Regions from separate parts of the Zea mays genome. Here region 1 is linked to region 2. The links are chromatin contacts, called in public Hi-C maps. All regions are on one chromosome and are shown on one strand. The core of a region is the stretch at or near the end of the contact, and the rest is flanking DNA. Distances in the headings are between cores, read along the strand shown.

What was found. A called contact is a pair of places that touch in the nucleus more often than the background predicts.
Region 1: a contact with region 2 is called in a Hi-C map of ear, with 2.1 times the contacts expected there. The contact joins the promoter of LOC542023 here to the promoter of LOC100191726 in region 2. A contact is called at or near these places in 4 of 25 Hi-C or Micro-C datasets (ear, endosperm and leaf).

Annotation. Positions count from the first base shown.
Region 1 is chr3:30,346,459-30,350,930 of Zm-B73-REFERENCE-NAM-5.0, reverse strand. It overlaps LOC542023 (dxr protein), which reads right to left and starts at 1,884. Exons shown (of 12, transcript NM_001111669.1): 1 at 1,684-1,884; 2 at 501-682; 3 at 101-187. The coding sequence starts at 1,771.
Region 2 is chr3:30,172,820-30,177,154 of Zm-B73-REFERENCE-NAM-5.0, reverse strand. It overlaps LOC100191726, which reads right to left and starts at 2,817. Exons shown (of 3, transcript NM_001137155.2): 1 at 1,870-2,817; 2 at 1-49. The coding sequence starts at 2,253.

The DNA of each region.
Region 1 (4,472 bases), core at 635-3,134, 170 kb before region 2:
TTTTTATCTTACTTGTTTAATGTTCAAACAAGTGTATAAATCTCTTTCGAGCTTGAAAAAAGGACATAAAGAAAAGAATATACTCAAAACATCACTGTACCTGATCAGCTAGAAGCGTGACATTGGATCCAGCAGCAAGAGCAACAACTCTGAACTTATCAGGATTCTCCGCAACAATGTCCAATGTCTTTGCATTATGTAAAAGATGGAATATTAGTGCTGCAGAATATCAGTGTCTCTAGTTTAATACTTATCATAAGGTAAGAGATGTTGATTAACATCAAACAAACTGTTATGAGCAACATGTTGATTAGACTTGCCCACAAGTTCCAGAAGGATGAGAATATTATTACATGGAACTACTATGAATGATCCGCATGCAAAATATACCAATTCTATTGGTTCCAAACAGATGCATAAGCACCAATTCGCTATAGTTTGATCTATCAACGTTATGGACTGACAAATTTCATACATGAGTATTCGATAAATCCCTTTACCTGTGTTCCTATGGAACCAGTTGAACCAACAATCGAGATAGGCTTTGGGCCATCCCATGACCTCCGGCCAGGCTCAGCAACAGCTCGCCCAGGCCATGCTGGTGGTGGAGCCTGTTGCATAGAACAGCATGTCCTTCTCAGTGAAATAGCTCGTTTGCCCTTCCTTTGAAACGTAAAATCCACTGCAATGAGAAATCAAAGTAAGATTAGAAAACAACATTAGTAACCAGAATTTACACTAGAAATAAGTCTATATAGGTAAGAAAGACCACGGCAACCGTGCCCCGACTGCAATATGGTTCATAAAGTGGACGAGTTTAAACCCTGAATTATTGACCTCATTTGACAAATTCTGTAAACATTCATGTAAACTGCAATACCCCTGTGCACCGACCAGTTAACTTAACCGAGCGTCACATGATAACGGTGCTACCACCTCTGGATCATATCAAATCACTAGAAAGTGTAAACTGAATTGGAACCTGTGGGGAATATATTCGAAGAACAATACATATTCCAACGTCTGAAGTAGCAAACAGCAAGTTGAGGCCCAAATATTTCGGAATTTAATTCATCCATGTGATGACTGATGACAAACGAAGCGATTCCAGACACACGTAAGAGGCGATTCCAGACACAGAAAAGGCCGCATAACATTCTGGAAATCCCGGCCCTGTAACCCGCGTTAGCAGAAAATTCTATGTTTTAAATCAGAGTAGTAAAGGAACTACAGTGTGACTTTTTCTCCAGAGAACCTGAAAAATCCTGCCTTTTAGGATGTCAAAATCATAACAGTTATTAGAATCAGAGTATGCAACTTTACAATGACTATACCCTCCGAGGCTCGCAGTTCCCATGCACTCACTCTACACGGAGACGGGACCCAACCATACTATTAGCGTTTCCTATAACGGTAAACGAGGCATAGCCGGCAAGTGGGATGAAGAGCGATGAACATCAGGACGGCACAAATTCGCACGGTGACACACATCGCAGTACGCTTGGAATGGAACCCAGAAATACCAAACTAAATCGATGGGAATGGGTCAAGAAGCATCATCAAAGTGGCTAGAAAACATAGGGGCGGCAAAGTCTCGAGTGCATAAGGCCGGAAAAGCAAGAAGATAAGCTCATGCACCGATCGGGGAAAAAAAGGAGGCACCGAAAGAGGAAAAGATCCAACCTTTGTGCTGGACGAGAGGTCCCCTGCTGGAGTCGAGGAAGGAAGCGGCGCTGAGCTCACCCCGGAACGATGCCTTGAGTGCAGCCATCCCGGCTTGCTGGGGAGGCTGTGGTAATTGCCGCTGGGCGAGGAGGGGGAGAGGGAGGGGAGCGGTGGTGGCGACCGTCGCTGAGACCGAAGTGGAAGCGATGCTGGCGACGGGGATGGACGGAGCGAGAGAGATTGCGCCTGGCGAGTTTTATAAACAGAGGAGAGAGAGGAGGGGATGTGTGTGGAGGGAGAAGTGGAGATAAGAAGACGAGATGGGAATCTGAGAGTCCTATGGATGCCACCGCAACCGGCCGATGCCAGCCCGCCTGCTCGCTGATTTTGTATTGCTCGCTTGGTGACTTGTGTGAGTTGCTACTCAGGAGCGTGGACAGACCCACAGACAGTCGGCTCGGCTGGTGATACTGGCTAGGGTGACGTCTGACCAGTCAGTCACAGAGTCACCACTCATGGACTGGGATAACTCCGCCAGTCAAATTGGATGCCTGGGCTAGCCGCTAGGAGCTGTTTTTCTTTTTTTTAAAAAAAAATCAAAACTGGAAATAAGGAACTTGTTTTTTTAAAGCAGCTATTTTAAATAGAACAGGTTTAAAAGCACATTAAATAGTACTTTAGCTTTTGTTTTGTTGTTTTTTCAAATGGTAAAATTAAGAATTGTTTTACTCCTTCCGTCTCAAATTAGTATTCTTTAGCTTTTAGATTTTATATCTATATTTAAATGGATCATGATGAATCTAGACAATAAATACAAACACGCACATTAATTATTGTATGAATTCATTAAAAACTAAAACAATTTTTAATTTGGGACGGAGCGAGTAGTTGTTTCAAACAAAATAGCGGTATAAAATAAGTTATATTTTTTTGAAACAAACGCTTTTTATAGCCCATAATTTATTATAGTTTTCCAAGCTCATAGTTCACAAACTTTTTAGAAGTCAAAAGACAAACTAAAGCCATGTTTGTTTACCCTCTAGATTACATAATCCAGCTTAAATAAGTTAAATGACAAACAAACAACACATATTATTAGGTGGATTATATAATCTAGATATCTAAATTAGGTTATTATATAATCCATAAGTTGGATTATATAATCCTGGAAAAAAAACAAATATATATAAGTTGGATTATATAATCCTGGAAGAAACAGAGCCTAAGGCACTGTTTGTTTACCCTTTAGATTATATAACCCAGCTTAAATAAGTTAAAAGACGAACAAACATCACATATTGAAATGGATTATATAATTTAGATATATAGACTACAATAATCCATAAGCAAGTCATTAGGTTCTTATTTTAAATTATTATTTGGCTTTTTACAAACTAATAATTTGTGTAATAACATCTCTAACAAGATTATATAATCTGGCTTATATAATCTATACAAAATAAGCTGGATTATATAATTCTGCAAGGGAACAAACATGTTCTAAGTAACCGGATGCTGCCCCATTAAGAGTAAACTAATCTAGAATGCTTAGCGAGAGCATTGAGAGTAAGATATCACGTGCAACAAGATAGATAAAGGCTGGCAAATTTCTGGCTCTCATCATGGTTGATGAAAGGGAATTAGACTTACACTTATTTCCCAATTGATTTTGGTGATTGAATTGCCCAACACAAATAATTGGACTAACTAGTTTGCTCTAGATTATATGTTCTACAGGTGCCAAAGGTTCATTTACAACTGCACTAAATCGACTGTCCGGAATACCGTAGATTATTCCAGACAGGAGAAGCTTTTTGGAAAAACAGGCCAAGCGCGGACCGTCCGGGCACTTGCGGCGGACCGTCCGCAATACCAGGATGACTCTCGAACAGAACCAATGCAAAAATCCAAGTCTGCATTACGGACAGTCCGGAGGAAAAGCAAGGACCGTCCGAGATCTCACGCGGACCGTCCGGCCTCAGGCGCGGACCGTCCGGTAGGTGAGGAACCGAAAAACCCGAAGGTGACGGGTTCGAAAAAAATGAATTATAGCGTCCTCGCGGACCGTCCGGGGTGCACGACCGGACCGTCCGCGACTGGCTTTATCTGACATCTGACGACGCATTAAATGCAATATAGCCGTTGATATAGCCGTTACTGTTGACCGTTGCGTTTTCAGCCGTTGATCTACAGGGGCGGACCGTCCGGACCAGACGGGCGGACCGTCCGCACTCGGCAGAATGGAGCAACGGCTAGGAAGTGGTTGGTGGCTATAAATACAACCCCAACCACCTCCATTTACAACCCAAGCATTCCAACCTTCAACATTCAATACAAGAGCTAGCAATCCATTCCAAGACACATTCAAAGCCTCCATCTCTCCAAGTTTCACAATTGAGAAAAGAGATCATTAGTGATTAGTGACTTGAGAGAGAAAGTGATCCGTGTGTTATTTGCCGCTCTTGTCGCTTGGCTTTTGCAATCGTGCTTTCTTTGATTCTTCATTGAGATCAAACTCACTTGTAATTAAGGCAAGAGACATCAATCTTGTGGTGGTCCTTGTGGGAACTTTGTGTTCCAAGTGATTGAGAAGAAAAGCTCACTCGGTCCGAGGGACCGTTTGAGAGAGGGAAAGGGTTGAAAGAGACCCGGTCTTTGTGACCACCTCAACGAGGAGTAGGTTTGCAAGAACCGACCTCGGTAAAACAAATCCACGTGTCTCACTCCTTATTCGCTTGCGATTTGTTTTGCACCCTCTCTCGCGGACTCAATTATATTTCTAACGCTAACCCGGCTTGTAGTTGTGA
Region 2 (4,335 bases), core at 1,568-4,067:
ACTCAGTGATGATGCAGAATACTGGTGGTTTCTTGCATGCTGCAACAAACTGCAACATTGAAGACATTAAGTGGTGTTCCATATCAAGTAGAATTTAACAAAATGAGCTCACACGTTTGATTAGCCGAAGATGCAATATAAGACAGTATAAAATAGTTAATCTTTAATCATATGCAAGCTTGCCACTTGATATCATATAAGAAAATGTATTTTTATGATATGTTCACTGAGAAAAAGGTTCTTCAGAGATTTACCGGACATTGGAAAAAATGGAATTGCAACTTGCATAAATATCATTCGAATTCCCAAGCTTACTCAGTTATGTTGGTTCCGTAAAGCAACCTTTTTCCATGTGACTTGTAGGTGTCAAGTGGAAAAGGCAGGCCCTTTGTAAAGCGAAAAGTTAGACTGATGTTTACTTGTACATGAACTATCCCTCTCTGCGTCAATTCTCCGTTATTCATTGCTAGCAAGATGTGTTTTTTCTACAAGAGCAACCAACTAAGCTTGGATGTTAACGCTACCCATGGTCCACCTCCCATTTCATGAAGACGCCATCATTTTCATAACTTGCCAGCCAAGTATCTAATGCCATCACCTATGGACTATGGTGTGGTGCAGTAGACAGCATGATTGATCAAGCAAGGATAGCAATCTCAGTATAACCATTGGCCCAGAATCTCTTCGCCCAACATCTTCACAATGAAGCCATTACACATCCTTCCAGGAAAAAGGTACCTTGGACAATGATTGAACTAATCTAAACATTTAGGTTTTTTTGTAGCACTAGTGTATAAAAATACAGTTATTCCATCATCAACGCTATTGCATAGAGATAAATCCTTCTCGCCAGCTAAATTGAAGCAGCATTTACAGAGATTTCGATGCCGTTAACTATTCACATGTACCGATGTGAGATTCCACTAAATAGTATGACAGATAGTGCCCCTAGAAAAACACTCAGAAACAAATTAACATCATTTTACAAAAGTACAAAGTGCTGGTACCAACTAACCGCACTACTTATGGATAGAAAGGGGTTGGTTACAAAAGATTAAAAAAAGGGGCATAGTCAGGACGATTTGTCTTTTCCTGAACAATTCTACTGTCAAATTTTATATACTTGTCAACCATTTCACTATCGAAATATCAATTTCATACTAAAAGGTCGCCTCCCTGTTTGTCAGGTTGTTACGGTGTAGGTAAGCACAAATAGCCTCACTCCAGAATTATCTTATCTTCACCCCTGTCCCTCCAATCCAAGCAAAGCATAAAGGTTTTCACTTTAATGTGAAGATCAGTTAGCCTAACAACTCCTACAGCCTACTTCACGGATAGAAAGAACAACCAAGTAACCAACAAAGGAACAATGATGTGGGACATACAATTTCAACTGAAAAAAAATGTGTTCAAACAAATAAAAATTCGGCACTTCAAAGAAAGATCAAACCAAGAACCCGACAAGTATCTTGCAAACACATATACGCCGGACTTTTACTCCTTTTTTCCGTTTGATCAATTCAGTTTTAAAATCAAGGATTCTTATAGCAGAGATTACTAGTACCATGCAGTGGTTAGGGGGCAGATCCTCCACCGACAGCTCAAGAAATGAACATCTGAGACAGCCGGACAAGGATACATTGCAGACATAAATTTGTTTAAGCTGGACTGGACGAAATGCCTTGGGTTATCCGAGGACAGAGTTTACTACACTGGTGGCACAGGCCAAACGATATGGTCCGAAATCTAAGCTGGTCATCTCATATCAACCAAGTCCATGCCAAGAATAATTGTGCGGTAAAGTAAAATATCATTTTTAAAAAAAAATAGAGAGAGAATATGAGAAGAAACAAAGTAATGAGTTCATACCGAGATGATGTTTGGGTGGTGGAGGCGAAGTAGGAGCGCGACCTCGGAGGCGAACTGGCGCTCTAGCTCAGCGGCGAGCGCGGCGTCCTCCTCCGGCTGACTGACCATCTTGATGGCCACCTCGCGGCCGGTGTACCTGCCGGAGTAGACGCGGCTGTGCCGGCCTGACGCAAACTTGCCCCGGATCTCCAGCTTGGACAGGTCGGCGCTCCACAGCTCCTCGCCGCCGCTCCGGATCCTAGCCCCCGGCGGCGCTACGAGGTACTTGGACCACGACACTGCCTTCTTGTACTCGCCCAGCGACAGCCGCCGCTCCAGGCGCTTCCCCGGCCCGCCACCATTGCCGCCGCCGCTGCTCTGCTTGAAGCACTGCAGGCGCTTCATGTCCCCCCGAGATCGTACTAGCTTTCTGGGGTGCAGAGTTTGGATGGATCTTTGGTTGAAGCAATGCGAAGCGTCTGTGCAGACTTTATGGCAGGCTATCGGGTTCGTGGAGATCGATAACAGAAATCTCGCACGTCGTGAAAGCCTCGTAAAGTCCGGACTTTATGGCAGCAGCGGAAGAGGCGGATTTGGGCTGGAAAAAGACTGGATTTTTTGGTAGAGCACGAGCAGGGATTTGCTGGACCGATTTGTGGTGCCTACATTTCTCTCACTGACTGCAGCTGTACTTGCTCAGAGCGCCATGACATGGAGAGATTCAATTCCGAAAGACGATTACGCATGGGACTGGAATTGGAGGAAGGGGAAGATGCAAAGCAGATCGTTGCGGTCGGGGAGGGGACAGAGGACTGGTGATGGATGGGCTTGGAGTTTGTTTTGGTGGAGTTTGCAATTCAGGGAGTTTTGTTGAGAGAGAAAAAGATGGAAGAGAGACAGTGACCTTCAGCTGAGGCTGAAATTGCCGTACTGCCACTACCGGCTGGCGGCTGCAATTGCAAGAAGGTGGGTGGTGGTGGGATTGGGAGCGGGGGAGTCTGGGTCTCTGGGACGATTATCCTGTTACGGTTTCTGCCTCGGGCAGCGAAGCAAAAACGACATGAAGTACACATTTTCGTACGGACACGATCACACGAGGCGAAACAAAGGTACATCAGAGACACAAAATTGCATCTCTCACTGTTTTTTTTTTGCCGAAAGTTTCTCCTCATATTTGATTCGCTAGAGGTCTATTTGCTTTACAGTACAGTCCCCTACCCGAAAATTGAAATACACACGTTATACACCGCTTTTTAGAATAGATTTTCAGCTTCATGAAACCATAATTCTTCATCCATTTCCTTAACTCGAAGTTCTCCCCCCGATAAAAGAAAAATGCACCACCAATCAACAAATCTTTCCACGTCATTCAAATCACGGTCATCAAGCACCTAAGGCAACATGGTAGGGCCGTCCAAAATGGCCATTTGATTCTTTAATTAAACTATAGATAGTGTAATGATGGTTGCATTTGTTTAGTCTAACGTCTTAATCAAAATAGCCTATTATTCTATGGTGAATTCAGGATAAATGTTGTGGTTGGTTCAAGACAGTTCCACCATTAGTAGTGTTTGGTTGAGGAAAAGGCTGGAACGGAGCGGCTAAAAAACTATTTCTATAATATGTTGAATCTTACTGCTCTCTGAAAAACTATCGAATCTCTTCGCTCACGGAATGAAACGAAGCCATTCTATCTTCAAAACTGGGAACTTGGCCATTCAATATTTAGAAACTGGAATGGAGTCATCCTGTCCAATTATACTCTAGAACCAAACACTAAACTAACTAGAATGATGACTCCTTCAACCTTTAGATAGGCTTAAAGGGTGTTTGGATGGAACTACTAAATTTTAGTTACTATCGGATCGAATGTTTGAATGCTAGTTAAAAAATATTAAATATAGTTTAATTATAAAACTAATTACATAGATGAGGACAAAACGGTAAAACGAACCTATTAAGTCTAATTAGTCTATAATTTACCGATGTGATGTTACCTAAACATTTATTAATAGTGGATTAATTGGAGTTAATAGATTCTAGACTTCATATGTGTGATTAATTATTTTAATTAAAATATATTTAATACTTGTAAGTGGCATTCAAACATCCAAGTGACACAGATTAGACTTTCGGTTGAAAACCAAACACCCTTTTAGTCTTTTCTCAATCTATATCTAAAATCCCAAAGAAAAAAAAAAGAAAAGAAACTCCATTGGTCCGACAGCTTCACAGCGGGGTAGGGAGAGGGTTAGAGCTCTGTGGCCCACCGTTGGATTCACCGCTGGGATTAGTATTCAGTTAGAAATATGCAAGGTTCCAAGACGATTACTCTACTATATAGTGAAAAAAGATCTTGGTCTCATCGTCCCGTGGCTATCATGGAAAAGCCGTCCCATTTGTTGTGTTCTCTCTTCTCCCTATTTTTATGGCTCATTCTGAGAGGGAGAGCAACACCACAAAAAGACAATTTAGAATAATATCCTT